2 separate regions of the Gossypium hirsutum genome follow, and region 2 is linked to region 1. A link is a contact called in public Hi-C data. All regions are on one chromosome and are shown on one strand. Each heading gives the region's core, a stretch centred on a gene start, on an enhancer-like site or on the middle of the called end of the contact. The rest is flanking DNA. Distances are from core to core; before and after follow the strand shown. Region 1 has its middle 7.0 kb from the start of LOC107957448. Region 2 holds the start of LOC107904393.

Evidence for each region. A called contact is a pair of places that touch in the nucleus more often than the background predicts.
Region 2: a Hi-C map of leaf shows a contact between it and region 1, with 1.8 times the contacts expected there. The contact joins the promoter of LOC107904393 here to the enhancer-like site in region 1. A contact is called at or near these places in 4 of 34 Hi-C or Micro-C datasets (all in leaf).

What each region holds. Positions count from the first base shown.
Region 1 is chrA05:34,354,348-34,360,782 of Gossypium_hirsutum_v2.1, reverse strand. No RefSeq gene overlaps it. Among protein-coding and RNA genes, the nearest start is that of LOC107957448, 7.0 kb to the left of the region's middle. Within about 2 kb of position 3,047, at least 5 of the 9 cell types and tissues checked have an H3K27ac peak or open chromatin away from gene starts, as enhancers often do. A contact at or near this core is called in leaf, where this site is marked.
Region 2 is chrA05:35,280,129-35,286,563 of Gossypium_hirsutum_v2.1, reverse strand. It overlaps LOC107904393, which reads left to right and starts at 2,964. Exons shown (of 3, transcript XR_001686212.2): 1 at 2,964-3,145; 2 at 3,219-3,345; 3 at 3,639-3,944.

The DNA of each region.
Region 1 (6,435 bases), core at 1,798-4,297:
GTCATTTCTTCTTTAGTGGTCTAGGTTGCCTCAGGCTTGGAAATTTTCACTCCGTCAACTTCAGTGAAAGGATGAGTCCATCTAGTTAAAACAACTCTCCATGTACGTTCTTCAGTTGACTTAGTGAAAGCTTTCATCTTAGTTTTCTAGTAAGCATAATTTGCTCCATCGAGCATAGGGGGTGTAGGATTGACGATCCTTCCTTTGCAAGCAAGTATATCAACCAAGATAATCACTATTTGTGTTAAGTAAGAAGCTCTCATACAAATTGTAGAAAAGAGGAGGTACTTGTTTTGCAAAACAAAAATTGTGGCTAAAATAGTGTTTGGAACTTTGGCCATAGTTTCAACAACGAAACCAAAAGTGGGTAGAAAATAAAAAAGAACATCAAGATTGTTTATGCTGTTTGACTTCAGTCTACATATGCGGGGCCTTTCCCAGTGCAATGATCCACCATCTATCTCACGGTACAACCAATGATTTAAGTCCTAACACGGATCTAACATTCACCAATTTAGCGAGCTCGCTGTTGTACAAAGACTATATCACTCTCCCATTAAGCTTGCCCCTCAAAAGCTTATCTTTGCAACTCAAGAAACTCTCTTGATTGCTTACAGAAGCAATACACACATTAAACCTTCCTAACTTGAATATATTTTGCTCTATCAAGCTCTCAATCTCTCGGTTACTTTCAATCATTCTTTAACCTAGGTAAAACTTAAGTTTATGTACTACTTAAGTTTTGTTTACATAAGAGTTATATTCTAATCACTTTACTACAAAGTAAGGTTAAAAATCAGCATAAGATAATACTTTCATAAAAGTTTCGGTGCAATCCAAAGTCTCCAACTATAGAAAGTGACTTTACTTGTTTCGCAAGAAACCGAACTTAAGTCGTAAGAAACCAATGTTCAAGTCTTCAATTTCAACTTAATTAGTCTTCATGTTTTGGGCTTTATTCGTCCAAAATGTTCAAATAATTGGTCTAATGCTTTTGTTCTAAAATTTGCCAATTTTGAAAATAGACAAGTAAAACAATGAAACAGTGCCTGAAGTTGTAGCCATTATTTTAGCCACATAATTAACATTGCCTTCAAATGTGTCAATATATGTAATCCTATTATCTATGTGATATCACTTTTACATTTACTTATATATATATATAAACACTTATGTTGATGCAATTTGAAAATAATTATATATTTTTTAAAATTTATATAATTCAATCAAGGTTTAAATGAAAAATTGGCCCTCAAATTATAGTGTTTTTCTCATTTAGGTACCTACTTAAACTATGATTCTTTTAATCCAACCGTTTGTTGCCATTAATCAAAAATCCTTAACCAATAATATTATGACACCTGGAAAAAACTATAGTTTAAGGGTTTTTTTTTCTCCCTTCTCTCCTACGTTCGTATCTCATCTTCTTACTCCTCCCCAGTAAACTCTCCTTTAAAATTTTAAACTATAAAATTTTCAACTTAACAAAATAAAAAATAGCTTTTAATAAGCATTGGATAATGAACAATCACAAAGCTCTCTCCTAATTGCAATATCTTAATATGAATTTTCGAACTCAAAATAAAATTTCAAGATCTTTTGGAAATTGCACTCTTTGAGTTTCCATTTCTCTGCTCCTTGCGAGCTTTTTTTAATAAGCCATGCTTAAAATTTTTTTAGCTTTAATCCCTCTGCCAGACATCTCCTCCATTATCTCTCTAGCTTTGTTTATATCTCCATTTCTACAATCACACATGTCAATGAATGAACAGAAATTTCAAGACCTGATTATACCATTTGATCAAAGAAATCTAAAGCCAGCCCCAATTCATCCGCTCTCTTATGAGTATAAAACAAAATTAATTTTATACCGAAGTAAGTGGACTTACAAATGACGATATAATTGCTCAAACTAGTGTAAACTACATTAATTTTAGAACTTTGGTAACCTTTTTCTTAATATTAATATTTGGTACACTAACAATGTAATTCTTTTATTTCACAAGCAACTTCAAAAAATTACTACGTGTCTTTGTTTTTTTTTAAAAATATTTTACTATACTTTTACGAAACATGTGTCAACTCCTTAACCAGTTGACTCTGCTTGTAGTGCTTAAAAATTTCACTGGTAAGTATATCAAATATTATTCTTTTTCTTTATTTTATCTTATAAAATTTTTCAACTCCAAAAATAGAATTCAATAAATGACACATGTCTATTTTAATTTATTTTGAATTATTTAAATATTCCGTGACAACACATGGTAATATTTCACCGAAAATTTTTAACTTTGTTAATAATGCACCAAATAATTTTGTTTTTTTTTAAATTCTTTTTCATACATCCAAAATTTTGAATAAATTTAAAAAATCTGTAAAAAAATTAAATCAATTATAAAGGTATTCAAATAAAACTAAATTAGTATACTAATTGCGTACACGAACAAAGGATGAAATATTAAAATAATAGTAAAAAAAGATCCTCGAGTGCCCTTCTTCTTACACTATTGGATAGCCAAAAGCAAGTAAAAAAGGTTACCAAAAAAATTATAAATTCCACCAACTTGTTTGTAGACCTTTTAATCAATGGTTGATTACGTGATACAAATATTTTGCGGAAACATAATTCACTTCTCTTTCGCAATTATTGTAGTGAGTTTTCTCAATCAAATTATAATCGAAATAATTTAATATCCGATATTATATATATATAATATGTTTTTCAAATATTGTAAAATGGATTTGTTACTAGTCACAAAATCTCAATTGTTCTATTAATTTTAAATCATTTCATTTTAAATAAAGCGAAAAAGTGAATGCAAGATGAAGTGAAATGAATTTTTTTTAATAGATGTACAGGCTCAAATTTACTCGGGCTCACTAAACAAGAAAAATCAAATAAAACCAAAATTTTTTAGTCCAAGTCCATTTATTACATCAGCCCAAATTTACCAAAATAAAACAAAAACCCAAACTATAAAGTAAAACAAGGCCCAATTCAGCCCAAAGAAAACATAACCCAAAACTAACCCTAAAACCCAGGCCCAAAATTAAATCAATTCTCAGCAAAAAGGAGAATGAAACCCTAGCAGCCACACGCAGCCTCCCCTCCACGAGCTCTGTACCTCCACGTCAGTAGGAGTGTGCACAATTCGGGTAAAATTGAAAAAATTCGGTTAACCAACCGAATTCGGTTAATCGGTCGGTTAACCGAATATTTTCGATTGGGAGTCGGTTAATAATTTTTTAAATTTTTGGTTAACGGTTAATTCGGTTCGAAACATGTCGGTTAACCAAATTTTTTTCGGTTAACCAAAAAAATAATAAATAAAACCCAAACCCAAACCCAATCCAACATAAAACCCAATCTAATATATTTAAACCCAAGTGGCCAACCCAACCCAACCCATTTACCCAACCTAATTACCCAACCCAATACAAATAATTTAATAAATAAAAATAAAAATCTAAATGTAAAATTTTGGTAAAACTAAAACACCCACCCCTTCTCACTACTCACAGTCTCACTCTCACACTCACACACACGACAGAAAAAAAAAACCTAACTTTTCAAGTTTCAGACCCCTAATTGAAAATTTCAAATCTCTCAAAACCTTTAAAATCTTCAAAATCTCCCAAAACCTTCAAAAGTATCATAGCTGGAGGCTGGAGCTACGGCTGGCCGCTGCCCGCTGGTGTTGTCATCGAAGCATGGAAGTAGGCAAGCAGCTCTGTTACCCGTTGATTACTTTTTTTTGTGTGGTTTTTACTTTCAACTCATCTTTCTCAAGAAAATTCTCTTCTGAGTTCTCACTCATAGGCATCGCTATTTCGTTCTCTTTTCTTTCCAACTGTCTTTGCGATTTTGATTTATTACGAAGATATGTTCTTCTTTCATGGCCTTCTTGATTAGTGATTTCTTTTTAATCTTTATTTTTGCATGTTTTCCGAGTGATATGTATACGTATTTCAATGTTCGATTTTTGTTCTCTTGAAGAAGTTAATCTTGATTTGTAATGATTTTCTGTTATAGTTCTTGGAATCTTGATTGCTTTGATTGAATTTATTTATTCATGGAAGCAGAAGAAAGAAGATTGAATCTAATTTTCTACATTTGCTGTACTGGTTTACATAAACTTCCTTAACTCTTACTCACTGCATTGATGTTGAGATGAAGAATCTCTTGTATGGGTTGATTTGTTGAGTTAAATAAGATTATTTTTAAATACGAGAATCAAATATTTATCTCTCGCGATGAAAACAAATATCATGTTGTTTAGTTTAAATGCTAAGGAGTTACTCAAAATTTAGATTAAGTCGTTTGTTTCTTTGATATTTTGAGTATCAATAAATCCTAAATTTGAGATTTATATTATTAATTCCTTTTATTTGTTAACAAAATCAGTCTCTTCACTATTCTCTGAAACTGTTTGAACAAATTTGTTGTGTTTCTTTGATTGGATTGTTTAAAGGTATTTGTAGGATAAATACGTTTCCACTGTATAGTTGCTTTGTTATGGAACCATGAGGTTAAGATTTAATTGAATGAAATTCAATTTATATTCCAGATTGTTGCATTTCTTAGCAATGGGAATGCCGCAAAGCATATGCTGGAACCTTATTTTTTTTAAATGCGTATATTTCTATTATTTGCTAAATTGTTGCACATGTTTTTTTTTTGTAGATTTAATGCAAATGGAGATCTTTTGGAGAGAAGAAATGGATACAAATGGAAAATATTAAAGACTTACATTTCAATTATGTGTTAATTTCAAGATTTATGTAATGTTTTTAATTATGTAGTGATTCAAAGACTTATGTAATGTTTTTAATTATGCAGTGATTCATATACTTATGTAATATTTTTAATTATGTAGTGATTCAAAGACTTATTTAATGTTTTTAATTATGTAGTGATTCAAATCGGGTAATTCGGGTAATTCGGGCAATCCGGGTAATTTGGGTAATTTGGGTAATCGGTTAATTCGTTTAATTCAGGTTATTCGTTTAATTCGGGTAATCAAGCATTTTCTTTTCGATTTATTCTTTTGGTCTTTTAGTTTTTTCGCATTTAAAACATAAAAAAAAACAAAAGAAAGGGAAAACCTTACCGTGCGAATATGCCATGGATTTCTTCTTTTTGTTTCATTGAAATCGAATCAAAAGAGACTCCAAGGCTAAAAGGTTACTCCAAGATTGAGAGCACCAGTATGCGGATATGAACTGACAGTTAGAAGGGGGAAAAGCTAAGGATTTGCTTCGGTTGTTTGAGGGAATTGACAGATTGCCATTTAATTTCTTTTAGTTAGGAATTAACTAAAACGGTGCCATGTATAGGGGGCAGATCCGCGCGCAAGCCCAATCCACAGGCTGGATCTGCGCCTTGGCGTTTCGGATGGTAAATTTGAGCGACAAGTCCCTTGTTTTTGCGCAGACTTTTCGTTGATCCTTATTTACATTTTATTTTGTTACAATTTGTCCCTAGAATTTGCGTGTCTTTGCAATTAGGTATGCACTTAGGAGCCATGTTTTGGGATCTGGGTAATTTTTAGTTTTGATCCCTGAACGTTCGCGCATACTGTGATTTAGTCATTATTTCAATAGTTTTTTTATTAATTATCTTTTTAAGTTTGATTTTACTTCAATTAAGTTTTTCTTTCATCTCAATATATATATTTTTTAATATTCATTTCTTTAGAAAATTATTTATATATATATTTTGAATTGCTCTAATCATTTTTTTTACTTCATTTCAATCTAGTATTTCACTTACATTTGTTTTTTTCTTTATTTGTTTAATTATATAGTTATTATTTTAAGATATTCTATATTATCATGTTGTTTGAAATTTTTCCATAATATTTAATTTAACTACCCTTATGTATATATATTAGTAAAATATAATTTATATTAAAATTAGTTTTATATTATAAACACTATTAATTCTATGTTATTATATATATAATTTCTTTTAAATATATTTATTTGTATTTCCTTTTAAATTTATTATGTATATAATTTATTCTTTAAAAAATACATATATTATTATTTCTTTGTTATTTAAGATTCTTTCATCTATATATAGTTTCATTGTATATTGGTTTGTTCTTCTTTCATGTATATTGTTTATTCTTTGTTATTATGTTATATTTTCATTATATATTGTTTTATTGATTTTTATTATTGTATGTGCATTAACACCTTTAAATATATAGGTTTTGTTTTTAAAACATTCTTGCATGTTATTAGCTCCAAATGTCTTCTTTCACAACGTTTATTTTCATATTCATTTACATATTCTTAGTTTTATTTTATATATGTACATCATTTCAAACCCAATCATGTCTTGTTCATTTTGTAAGTTTTCATATATTTAATAGTTTTCAAATTGTTTCCAAATTATTTTGTGTGCTATGTGTCACTTTAGTTTTCATA
Region 2 (6,435 bases), core at 1,715-4,214, 930 kb before region 1:
GGATAAATATCACCACATTTGAGTTTGGGATCGTTGCTAGATGCTGAATCGACTATCAAAAGTGAAGTACCTAACATGCGCATAGAAAATCAAAACCGTACGTTGAGTAAAACTCAGTTATATTTCTATAATCTTAACATTTAAAGACAAGAGAATACAAATGCACAATTGAATTATAAACGCATATTAATGACTAAGATCACAACTATCATATGCCAACCTTTTGAATTCATACATATTAATACATCGTTTCATACTATATTTGTCGAAACCCTTTTTGAATGCAATGGGAATCAACTTTTTGAGAACAAAAATGTGGAGTCGCCACCAACCTTTTGTTTAGGTGTGGTTCGATCACTTAATAAAACATTTTAAAACAATTCAGGTCCACAAAAAATTTAAAAATGGGTTCGGGAGCCAGTTACGTATGAGGAAGGGTTAGCACCCTCATTACGCCCAAAAATTGGTACCAAATTGATTTGATGTTGTCCCTATATCAAAAGGTTTTTCTTTAAAGAGAAAATTTCTCAAAGTATGATTCTTTTTAAAATGCATGAATAGTTCAAATTAGTGGTAAAAAATCTCTTGTTTCAAATATACGCAGTATCATACCCAGTACGATTGGATACGATCCTTTATACCTTTAAATACAATTGATTTTTTTGACTTTCGAAAATTCTTACACTAAAATTATAAAAAGGTTATCCAAATATTTAGTTCACCGAAAAATCATACCCAGTACGATTGAGCACAATTTTCTGAATTCCCCAAATATTGGATATTGCCTTATTTCAGAGTTTTTGAATGATAAAGAAAATTGGAAATTTGATCAAAAACGCGTTTATCCATTTTAAAATGTAATGCTTAATGAATTGTATCAAAACGTTTGCATGGGGAAGAATTTATGGACATGAAATATAAGTCACAATGAGTCGCAATTAACAAATCCACAATTATGTATAGCTATTCTAAGTAAAATGTGGTAAATTCTTAATCATGGATGATGAACAATCAATAAAAATGATATACAACAATAATTCACATGACATAATATAAAACTATCCACAAAATATGTACAAAATGCAATGAAATTAGAACTTAATATATTATAGGACATTTTCAAAATTGACGAATTAATTAACATATACTATAAGTTGGCAAACTTGTATATATAAAAAAAAACTAGAGATTTATTTAAAATAATATCATAAAATAAAACATTTGAGTCGAATAATATGCAAAATACTTTAAACATAATTTCATTTACAGATTTACAATGTGCATGATAACTTAAATAATATATTGAATATGAAAGACAAATAAAACACATGATAAGATATAATGTTCATAGTAAATTTATAAAACACGTATATATAAATACATTTGGAAATGATTATTTGTAGAAGATAGCATGAAATTAATAATGTATATAAAAAAATAAGTAAATATATAAATTATATATGTAACGAATTTCTTTTAAAAAAATCTAATCATACACATATAAAGATAAAAAAAACTATATTTACAAAATACATAAATTTGGTGATGTATATTCCTAAAACTATATTTATAAAGGGAGATTTAAAATAACATAATTTTACATGTAACAAATTAATATGGATTGATGGTACATACAAATAATACATACATAAGGATAATAAAATATGAAAATATACAATAAGTAAATCGCACAATTTAAAATGTGGTCCTTAAAAAGAAATATATTATATACATAAATAACTTGAAAAGAAAATATTTACATAAAATTATATGAAAATGATAACATGTACTATAGTAATAATAATTTAATATAGGCTATACACATGTGAAGACACTTTAGAAATTATTGTATATTTAAATAGCAAGGAATTAAAATTTGGGTTATAAAATTAATTTAATTTTATTATAGATTACATAAAAAATAAATCTAAAAACACGATTATATACAAGTTTATTAAAAATTATATGTATAAGAATATCATAGCTCTAATAATGGATGCAAATTGAATATAAGTACTAAATATATGTTTAATAATAGCTTAAATAATATACTAAATATGAAGCAATAATAATACATGACAAAGTATAACACACACGACAGATTTTTTATTTAACAACATACATATAAAAATAAATACATGTGAAATTATATTATCACATAAGTCATAAATTATATACATACTATTTTACTTAAAAATATCTAGAAGAAATATTAAATAACATACTTGAATAACATAATGTGGAGACATATTTTAAAATAACAAAAAAATGAAGTTCTAAAACGGTATCATATGTACATAAAAACATTTAAGTGTATTATAAATCAAGGAGTATTTTGAATAATCTATGTATCAACATATATATAAATATTTTGACAACACTTTATAATAAGGTATTTATACAATGTAATGTAAAAATTTATATATTCCAAAATAATATTTATTATAAAAAATTTAATAAAAAACGATTAGTATATCATACATGTATAATATTTAAAGAAATAGGATGCACAATGCAAAAATAATAAGATATGAAAAATCTCAAAATGATTGAACAAACAAAATTAGTAACATGGATTAATACATATAAAAATATTAAACACATTTTAAATTAGCAAACTATACACATAAAAGACCAAATTAAAATTGAAGCCAAAATAACAGGGATAATTTACAAATAAAAATAATCACAAACAAGATCAACAAGCAATCCGCACAAATGTATGAGGATTAGAATGGGAAATATTCCCAAGACCAAAACACAATGCTGTACTGAAGACTAAAATGTAAATACACACGAATTAAAGAGCCCAATTAAAAAGACCAAGTAAAATAAATGTGGTGCAATTGAATGTTTGCATGAAGAGAAGGATTTAACATGCAAATTTTCCATTTCAAATGAAAAGGTGCAGATCCGGCTTTTGAAACGGGTTTACACGCGGACTTTCCTTCTTCAAATGGCACCATTTTCACCTTTACTAATTTCCCCTTTATTTCCTTCTCAAACAAAGCCAATCGTTAAAGCCAAAGCCATTAACCCCATTTATTAGGGTGTCATTTGGCAAGATGCTGCCAAACCACCATTTTATTGGGTGATCAGCAGTTCATAGGCAGTGGTCAACTTGGTACGCGACCACAGAAATCCGGTAAGCATTCTTCCTTCTTCTTCTTTATGGAAACTTTTGATCCAATTTTATTCTTTTTTTTTAAAACGTATAGAAAAAATAAGCATAAATTCGATACCAATCGACCCTCGCCCACACCACGCTTGAAGGATGACGCCTTTGGATCTCCTTCCAACTTCGATCTCAACGAAGTGAACAGAGATCAATGGCTAAATCACAAGGTAAGACTTGCCTTCCCTTTTTCTTTGTTTTAAAATATAGATGACCAAAACAATGAAAAGAAAATAGATAAAAGTGACAGGAAAACTAAAAAACTAAAGGAAATCACCGTTTCAAAGACTATTTTTGAATTTTTCTATTCAATATGCGTGTGTATTGCTGGGAAAAGATCCCCTTTACATTGTTTTCCTTCCGTTTTTATAACTAAAAAAACAAAATAAATAAATAAATAAAAATACAAATTTCATCACTGTCATTTGCTGTCCATTTGCGCTGCTGTTATTCTGTTTTGCAGGTGCATAGCGTGGAGAAACCGTTCGTGGGCGTGGAGGCCGTTGTGGAGCATGGAGGCTGGGCAGAAGCTGCTGGTGTCTTCACTAGGCAGCAGGCTGGGGTTTCAAAAATCTGGTTGGGGTTTGAGTTTTGGGCCATTAGGTGTTGGGCTGTTGATTTGGGTTTTATTTTATTTTTTATTTTGGTTTTGGGTATGGGCCGGGCTAATTGGGCCTATTACAATATTCAATTTACACATGTAATCATATTTCATTTTATTAACAATGTCGCAATTCACATAGTTGCTATATAAATAACTATTCACATATCAAACCACATTTATTTATGCATTGACATTAGCCATTCAATACTCAATTCATGAGTACATAACTCATGTATCTCATTTAGTCATAACATATCTCATTTTAATTTTTCAAATCACTATCCCATTTTCAATTCACATACAATATCATTCAATATCAATTATAAAACCGTTTTATTTAATTACCCCTATTAATAGTACTCGGACTCGAATGGATACACGAATCCAACCAACACACCAGTTTAGCACTAAGTGCCTCATCGGATAAATCCGAAGTAATAACTGCGCCTAGCGCTATATACATTAAACACTTAGTGTCTCATCGGTTAAACCAAAGCAAATTGGCACCTAGTGCCTCATTGACTTGAAGTCAAAGAAATCTCTGAACTCTTCCGATCCTATGGCATGCCATTTATATCCGACTCAGCCCGATACAGTTAATAGGGTTTAATTTCACTTTTGCACATATATTCATTTCAATTCAATAATCAATACATTCATAATGAATATACCATTTCAATTCATTTCAATCAACTATCAAAATGTCAAATACTCACCTCAAACACTTACCATATGCATTAAATCAAATTACAACAATTAAGAACTAGGTTCGGATTATAGAAATACAAACTATGAATTATGAGCAATTCAAAGTCGATTTTATCCTTCCCCTTTTTAGTCAAGGATTCTGGTACAACGTTAGCGATGTAATTAAAATAATTAAAATTCAGCTATACAACACAATTCAATTTCATATTGAATATTTCAATTTTTATTCAATATTTGCCTAAATTCCAATTTAGTCCCTAAACCGAGACTAATTTTTATTCTTCACAGTTAACCCTATATATTCATACAAATTTCACTTTAAACTAAATTTAACTCCCAATTTTTTATTAAACCCCTAAATTTTAAAATTTTTACAATTTAGTCCCTAATACACAAAATTTACAACTTATTTTACAATTTAATCCTTTTTCATTTCTAGCTTAAAAATCTATCAATTTAATCTCTAATACTAAAACTATTCAACATTAACAACATTTGAAATCTTAACAATTGCTAAAATTGCAATATGGGTCGGGTAGCCCCAGGTATCGGGATTCCAAATATATAAAAATTACAACAAAATAGGACTAAATTGAGTAACCAATTGAAGTTTAGAAACTTAGAAGTCCTTAGCCGTGCGTTTTCTCCTTTTTCACGTTCTTCCCTTTCTCCCTTTCTTTCTTTTTCCTTATGAGCTTGCATGGCTTTCTATTTCTTTTATTACCTATTTGTTTTATTATACTTTATTTTATTATAATAATAATTATTATTAAGTTACTTTAATACATATATAAAGATTAATTTAATGAAAACATATTTATAATACATATATATATTAGATTAACATATAAAATAAACAATATGAACCATTAATGCCGTCCACTACTAAGATTAAAGGTATATTTTTTATTTAGATCCCTTAATTAATTTTTAATCTATAATTTAACTTTTACTTTATACGCGATTTAGTCTTTATATTATAATAATTCTTAATTCAATCAAATTCGCTTAACCGGAACCTAATTAACTATACAACTAGCTTTGTAAATATTTATTAAAAATATTTACAAGTTTGATTTACGGGAACGAAGTCTCGGGAATGCACTTTCCAACACCCCTGACTATAGGGTCGTTACAAGTTTAAAGAATTAGTCTACATGCCTTAGTAACCTTAGAACCATAACCATAAGACTCTTGTACCCTTAGAGGATCAAGGAGTCTATAACGTCCCTGGCCACTTAGAAACCATGGAATTTGCCTTTTCACTCCATAAGGCTTTCCAATGCTTAACTCTGGGTTTAAACTTTTCCAAGTTACCTTTACCACCTGTAATTTCCCTCCACCTCAAAACTATGGCCTAAGGAAGTTCAAGACCTTCATCGTCGAGGAGTTTGAGGAGTTTGCATAGTGCATCGCACTCAGCTCTCCCACACTTTCAAGGTTTGCCTCCCTCAAATACTATGAGAGTCGTCAATCCTTTCACTAAGGATTCTTAAGAGTCCACAGATCCATTTAAGGTCCATAGATCTTCTATAACTCATTTGGAGTTTCTTTCTCTCAAAGAGTCCAAGGGGTTTAATGACTCTGCAAAGCTACCCCTAAAGCGCCATCATTGCATCCTGAACTTAGGTGATGCAAATCTGGGATCACCGGATATGACATAACTTGATGCATTAATGAAGGATTGTCCAAAGCTTTCAAGATCATACAAGACCTTTTGCAAGTTCCCATTGGGCTAATTACAAGAACTAAGACCAAGCGCTTTAGAGAGGCTCTTAATGGTTTCATGCGAGGGTTTTGGAGTCAAGCCCAAAGCAATCTTGACCAAATTGGGCCGAGTCCAAATCCTACTTTAGTTCACTTGGTCCACGTGAAGAACAAATTTTATAATGGACTTGAAGTGTCTATTCACTCACTTTGAACTTTATGAACTTAAATTTACTTTATT